Linked DNA regions of Ovis aries: region 1 is linked to region 2. Evidence: chromatin contacts called from public Hi-C data. All regions are on one chromosome and are shown on one strand. Each heading gives the region's core, a stretch centred on a gene start, on an enhancer-like site or on the middle of the called end of the contact. The rest is flanking DNA. Distances are from core to core; before and after follow the strand shown. Region 1 holds the start of NKX2-4 (NK2 homeobox 4). Region 2 overlaps KIZ (kizuna centrosomal protein).

What was found. Hi-C and Micro-C count contacts between places; a contact is called where the count stands out from the background.
Region 1: a Hi-C map of hypothalamus shows a contact between it and region 2, with 2.1 times the contacts expected there. The contact joins the promoter of NKX2-4 here to the enhancer-like site in region 2. A contact is called at or near these places in 2 of 16 Hi-C or Micro-C datasets (hypothalamus and liver).

The regions. Positions count from the first base shown.
Region 1 is chr13:40,246,569-40,250,042 of ARS-UI_Ramb_v3.0, forward strand. NKX2-4 (NK2 homeobox 4) reads right to left here and starts at 1,849. Exons shown (of 2, transcript XM_015099453.2): 1 at 1,396-1,849; 2 at 405-1,006. The coding sequence starts at 1,837. The coding sequence ends at 405.
Region 2 is chr13:40,122,969-40,126,506 of ARS-UI_Ramb_v3.0, forward strand. The region is part of intron 10 of KIZ (kizuna centrosomal protein); the gene reads left to right. Among named protein-coding and RNA genes, the nearest start is that of XRN2, 50 kb to the right of the region's middle. Within about 2 kb of position 2,108, at least 16 of the 54 cell types and tissues checked have an H3K27ac peak or open chromatin away from gene starts, as enhancers often do. A contact at or near this core is called in hypothalamus, where this site is marked.

The sequences.
Region 1 (3,474 bases), core at 599-3,098, 120 kb after region 2:
GCAGGGGGAGCGGTGAGGGGGGGTTCGAAAATTAATCTCCCAAGGTAAGTTCCACTTCAAGAAGAAAACCTTGTTAAAGCTGGGTTGACTTTTAGAGCTACAAACACCACCTAAGTCTCCAACGTTTGAAACTCCGAGAGCTTTGGTTAGGAACGTGGTGGTGGATGTGGACTCGGCCGGCTTTTTACACAATTTAGGAACATCCGGAAGGAGGAAATCACCTCAAAGCCTCCCGGCCGGCGCGATCTCAGGATTCGATCCTGGGGCTTGTCGCGTTCCCACCCGCAGCGGAGGCCTGGCGCCCGCCCCTCTCCGCGATCCGTCCGTTCTCTCGCGAGCCGCGGCCCGGCCGTCAGCGCGAGCAGACCCTCGGGCGGCGGCGGGACCCCCGGCCAGCCGCGCCGTCACCACGTCCGGCCGTAGAGCAGGTTGCCGCCCAGCGCGCCGCCGCCGTAGTCCCCCGCCGCCGCCGCGTCCAGCCCCGCCAGGCCTGCCCCCGCCCCGTGCAGCGCGGGCGGGCTGGGCGACAGCTCCTCCAGCTCCGGCGTCGGCGCGGGCGGCTGCGGGCCTGCCTGGGGCGTCGGCGTGGCCGCGCCGTTTTGGCAGGGCTTGCCGTCCTTGACCAGCACCGGCACGGCCACGCGGCGCGGCGACGGCGGCGGCGGCGGGCCCAGGCCAGCCTCCTGCTGCAGCTGCTGCGCCGCCTTGTCCTTGGCCTGGCGCTTCATCTTGTAGCGGTGGTTCTGGAACCAGATCTTCACCTGCGTGGGCGTCAGGTGGATCATGCTGGCCAGGTGCTCGCGCTCGGGCGCCGACAGGTACTTCTGCTGCTTGAAGCGCCGCTCCAGCTCGTACACCTGCGCCTGCGAGAACAGCACGCGGCGCTTCCTCCGAGGCGCCGCCGCAGCGTGCAGAGGTGCCAGCGACTTGGCCGTGTCCGCTATGCCCGTCAGCGACCCCATGGCGGCCACGTTCACGCCCGCCGACGGCCCCATGAACCTGGAGACTGGGGAGGGGCCCAAGGGGAAGACCGGTCAGCAACCGCCGCCCAGCTCTCTTCACACGGCGGCGGCCGCGACGCCGGCAGGGCCAGTTGGGTCCCAGAACGCCCCGCGCGCTCAGGGTCCCAGGGTCCCAGGAAGCCCCGCGCACTCCGTGTGTCAGGGTCCCAGGACACCCCGCGCGCTCAGTGTGTCAGGGTCCCAGGACGCCCCGCGCGCTTGGGGTCCCGGGCTCCCAGGGTCCCAGGACGCCCCGCGCGCTCAGTGTCTCAGGGCCCCAGGACGCCCCGCGGACCCCAAGACGGATTCCCAAGTGCTCCCCGCGCCCCGGGCTGCGGCGGGGAACGCCCGCGCCGTCCTCGGCCCTCAGTCCCGCGCTCCTCGCCCCGCTCACTTGACGAGTAGCGCGGGTCCGGGTTGGCGCCGTACCAGCCGGTGGCCGCGGCGGCCGCGCCGCCCCGCACGCCGTCTGTGTAGGCGGGCAGCTCGCCCACGTTGCCCAGGCCGCCGTTGCAATAGCCGCCCACGGCGCCGTGCGGGAACTGCGAGACGCCGGGCGGCATGTGGTAGGTGGCGGCCGCCGCCGCTGCAGCCGCCGCCGCTGCCGCTGCCGCCGCGTTGTGGCCCGCCATAGCGTGCGGGGGCTGCATGCCCGCCGCGGCCGCCGCCTGCGAGGAGGACCCGGGCGGCGGCGCGCGGTAGGCGGCCCCCAGGGGTGCCCCCAGGCCGGGCGGCGTGCCGTCCATGGCGCCGCCGAACTTCTTGTAGGTCTCCTCGATGGGGCTCAGGATGTCGGACACGGAGAAGGGCGTCGTGTGCTTGGGGCTCAACGACATGGCTCGGCGGGCGGCCAGGTAGGGGGGCCCGGGGCGCGCGCGGGTCGCCGCCACCTCGGCCGCGGCGGCTGCGCCTGTGACCAGGAGTCGGCGGCGCGGCGAGCCCCCCGAGCTGCGGGATCTGGGGTTTATTTTAGTCCGGCGCCGGGTTTACGACAGACTCGGGGGGCGGAGCAACATCCCAAACGAGCAAACGATGGTCCTTGACATCTTTTTTCTCTCGCCAACACCCCCACCCCACCCCCACTCCCCATAGAGGAGGCAAGAAAAGTAAAGGGGGCAGTTGGATGTTTCTTGAAAGGATCACCCCCTTCGCTTTCTCCATCCTTCCTGCTTCCATCCAGACTTCCTGTTACCCTAGCCCTGGAACATCAGAAACAAACTCTTGAGGCTGGCGTCGAGGCTGGATGTGAAGGACTCCGCGCGTCTGCCCATCAGACCCCAGTTTCCTAAAGTGATTTAGTAGCAAAGTCCAGTGTATCTGGAGATGGGGGGGAGGTGGACAGAATGGTACTAAGCTGAGAGTGGATGGCGGTTTCGCCTAGTCCTCTCTAGCTATCAGCCTCTCACTTGCTCCATCGTCTAAAGTGTTAAAAAAAAAAAAAAAAAAAAAAAAGCTCTTGGGTCCCACCGTAAGAGCGCATAAAGAGATGAGGTACAATGACCGTCCTCTCCCTTTGTAGGGTTTCTAATTTATGCGTCTGTAGAGTCTCAAGCATCATTTTGTGGGCAACCAACCGGGCACTTTCAAATTAGCTCAAAGTATCCAAATCCAAAGAAGAGAAAACACACAGAGACACAAATACACGGATACTAATTTGTAAGTATTCTGTTTTTGCTCTGTGGGGATAGAGGTTAGATAAGGGAAAGAGGTTAGGTTTTTATGTGTTCTAATGTTTCCTGTTCAGCTCGCACCTGTAAAGTTCTGTACAGGTTTCTTTCCCTTTCGTTTTCCCCCCGCACGGCCCCCTCCCCCGAGTGAAAATATCCAACTTGGGGTTTACTGGCCTACCACTAATCAAAAAACAAAAAACAGCCTCTTAAGTCCAAAATTTCTAGCTATTCGAAATGGGTCTTTTTATTGTTCAAAAAATATAATCTGCTTAAAAATGTGAAATGGATACAGAAATCAGGTGAAAATGGTACTTTCGCTTGAAAGATACTCAACTGTAGATAAATGATTTTTTTAAAAAAAACTTTGTCATCCTTTGATTTGTAAATTTACCTGCATAGCATAGAAGAACTTAGACATTGTGAACTTTCCTATGAATGCTGAACATGACAAAGAATATGACAAAAGAAGTCTGTGAAGCATATTGACTAAAATTTGAAAAGTCCTTCACTTAAAACAGCCAGGAAAAAGAAGATGCAGTTTTTAAAGGTTTCCTGGAGACTGGGGCAGGAGAAAGAAAAACAGGGAGAGTGCTTTCTTAAGCAAGATTTTATTGTTTAAAACAGAAGAACAGGATGTAAGAAAACAATTCCAGTTTAACCTATTAGAACATAAAATCTAATAGTACACATCTTGAAGGTAAGAACAGTTACCTATTCCTTTTCTTGTTTGGTTTCAGTACTTTGATTGGAATGTTTTCCATGGTTTTGCTTTTATTGTTTTAATCATTGTTTTGTTCATTTCA
Region 2 (3,538 bases), core at 858-3,357:
AAAATTCATTTTCATTTATGTTTTGAAAACTCTACAGTATTTTTTAGGACCTGGAATATATTTAAATGAGGTTGATTTTCTGAAATTAAGTTCTTGATTTTAGAAACTTGATATGTTCAATTTTAGGGAATCACTCTTAATTTTTAAAAACTATTATTTTTAATACCTGCATTTTTATCTATGTTTCTGAAGGAAGTGAGAGATAATGAATTATAGATAAGAAGAGTTTTAAAGTATATTTTTATGATTTTACTGTAAATTCAAGTTCTAGGTCTCCTGAAAGGAATTTTAAAAGATAATAAATTCTACAGGCAGTTTTTAAGGATTAATGTCACCATTTGGCTTAGTAATACATCCCTTTAGTTTTTAAAGATTGTTAGAAGTGTTTGTTTTAGAGGTCCTAAGAAAAAACAATTCTTCTTAAATTTTTCTTATATATTCCCCACTTTGGGCAATGTTTCAACACATTCAGAAAGCAGTCAGATTCTGTAGAACATTTTCTCAGTCTGATCATTTGACATTTCATAGCTCGCATCAGTATTTCATTATAAAATCAAACTTCTTTTCCCTTCAGTTTGAAGCAGGGGCCTTTTGTTATTACTGTCATTTCTGTATGAAATTTATTTCCTAAGTTACAAGTAACCACATCATCCCCTTTAAGGAGGAAAAAACAAAAAAGAGCCCTTCAAGGAACGCCTGGTTCTCCACACTTGATACTAATCCAGTGATGAAAGTTCTGGACTTGAAGTGTGTTGGTTTGGCTCACTGTTGGTCACAGTTGGTTTCTTGTGCTGGGTTTGGTGTTCATATGCCTCCCCAGGCTCGCTCTTTGTGCCTGGACTCACTGAAATTTCTTAGAGGCTTACATTTAAGGACCCCACTTACTGCAGTCATTCCTCGTGCTTTATTGCTTTTACAAGTGGTCTCGAAACCCAGTACTCGAGAATAAACATAACAGCGCAGTGCTGCTGTAGCACTTTTAAAAATTCTTCTTTGCTCTATTTTGTCAGTGAGCTGATGAGCAACCTCAAAAAAAAAAAAAAAAAGACCCTGCTGGACCTTTAAAAAAAAAATGGCTTCCTCTGATGTCCTAGAGACAATAATTATGATGTGCTAGTTAAGCCCAAACTACAGCTGAGGGATTTTACTTTAAAGCAGCGGCTTGGGCGCAAAAATGCATTTATAGCTCTTTGTCTGCACCTCATTATGTGTGGGCCTGATTCATTAAGTAATTGGTTTGCAGTTGTTTACATGAGTATTAAGGCCTTCCTTTCAGCCGCCTTTGAGAGATACATTGTGCAAATGTTGCCTGTGATGAATGCAGAATGAGGGCCAGAGGGTCCGTCCTATTGGCTAAACAGTGCGCTCTGTTGAAAAGCCAGAGAAAGGGATTGGGCGCTGCTTTGCATAGCAATGACTTTCTTAATAAGCGTTACAGATTAATACACACCAGCTATAAAAGATGCAAAGAGATACTCTTAGCACATTTATCCCTGCTCATTTCATTGTGATGGTGGTGGGGTCCCTGTGCTTTCATATTCCGTTTTCCCGAGCCACGGCTTCAGTGCCTGAGCGTAATAGAATCCGATGTTTATTGTATTATAAATCACGGGCAAGTAGGCAGATCGGCAACAGTTTATTATTAAAGATTCTTTCAGTGTAAATCTTTTCTCCCATTGTATTTGCCTGAGCAAAATCATTTTGTGGTTGAGTGGGGATGAAAGGCATAATGTACGAAGGAGTGAGTCCTAATAGGAAGCTGTTCTCCGAGTAAAGACCACTTGTCCCCTTTTGTTCAGGGGTGCATGCCGGAGCTTCCTCTCCTCCGCAAACATTGTCTCGCCCCACCTTCCCCAGGAAGCCGTTTCCACTCTCCCGGATCCATGTATTCAACTGAAGAGAGTATTTTAACCGCCTACCACGTTAACTGCAGTTTACTGCCTGGATCTAGATAACCTTTACCGAAAGAAAAGGAAGTGTGCTTGTAACATAATTGCCTAGGGAAAAGGTAGCAGAAGTCACCCGGCTGCCCCACCCTGGCAGGGCCCGCTGTGGGTGGTTTTCAGGGCCAGCCCTGCGGCCCCGGGAGCGGCCGGTGGAGGGCGCCAGGCAGCAGCCGTGCTCCAGTGGGACCATCCTGGCTCTGCTTGCCTGGCCCTAGGGCCACTTCCCCTGGAACGATCTGAAGATCACAAGGAACTCGTAGTCCAGAGAAACAAACACAAGGTTTTCCTGGATGGCCTTGAGGTTCTAGGGTAAAAGCCCCGCGTCTCTGCCTTAGCAAGTCTACATTCCCCTTAAATTCTACCAAAGTAGCAGCTTCCTAAAGATTCCACATGTTTCTCTTCATAAGCCCGCCTACTTTACCCCCACCCGCACTTCGCCTTGGCCTGAAAGAACAGTCTTTGCTTGATTGGCTGAAGGGAAGGAGTGAGGAAATTGACCCCTAAAAATGGCATCTCCTGCAGGGCCCCTGGTTGACCGTCAGGGGGCGCTCAGACTTTGTCTAATTAAAGCTCTCCGCCTTCAGTAGACCTCGAAAATTTAAAATCAAGGATTCACAGTGGTTTGTTGGCACGCTGATTGGGATTTTTTTTTTTCTTTGTTTCTGAATTGTCTTTTTGCCTTATATTTTTCCAGAAATATGTCCGGAGGAAAATTCTAGCTGAAGACGCTATGTGAGACATTTTAACACTGATTTTAGCCAGCAGTCAAGATCATTAGAAATTACAGAATTCAGAGTCTAGAGACCACGTCTTCTCATAAGTCAGTTATTCTTTGCTGGCTTTTGATCAGACCCTAGAACTGCAAGGACTCTTCCCACGGTGGTAGGGGGGGGGGCTTCCTCATCGTCCCCAGCACCAGAGACCAAATTCTTGGCAGGACCCTCGAAGTCTCACTGCTACACTTGATGGACGTGGCCTCAAAGCCACAGTAACTTAGGTATGTTTGTTAATGGGCTATACATACAATTTTCTTTCAAAAATATGATACTGACCATGAGGTTGAGAGTCAGTGTGTTACTAATATTAGAACCTCCCCAGCTCTGAGGAGCTCCTGGGGCCTGCTCCACCCTCACTCTGCCCACCCCGCCAAGCCTGGGCCTGCCTCCCGGGACCCTGTGCTCACCTGACAGCCCTGACACCCCTTCACGAGCACAGCGTGTCATGAGCCCTGGTGTGACTTGATAAAGAATCTCTTAGGAACCCGTAGAGCTTCCCTGGTGGCTCAGATGGTAAAGAATCTGCCTGCAATGTGGGAGACCCAGGTTCGATCCCTGGGTTGGGAAGATCCCCTGAGAAGGGAAAGTCTGCCCACTCCAGTGTTCTGACCTGGAGAATTCCATGGACTGTATAGCCCGTGGGGTCGCAAAGAGTCGGACGGGACTGAGTGACTTCCACTTTCATGTTAACTATGTAGACTATTTCTAGCACTATCATTACCTTTTGTTCATAGAACATGAACAGTCGATAACTGTCAATTACAGCTGTTTTCTCTAGTACCCATGTCAGCAGGATCACATCCTAGGTGCTCACAA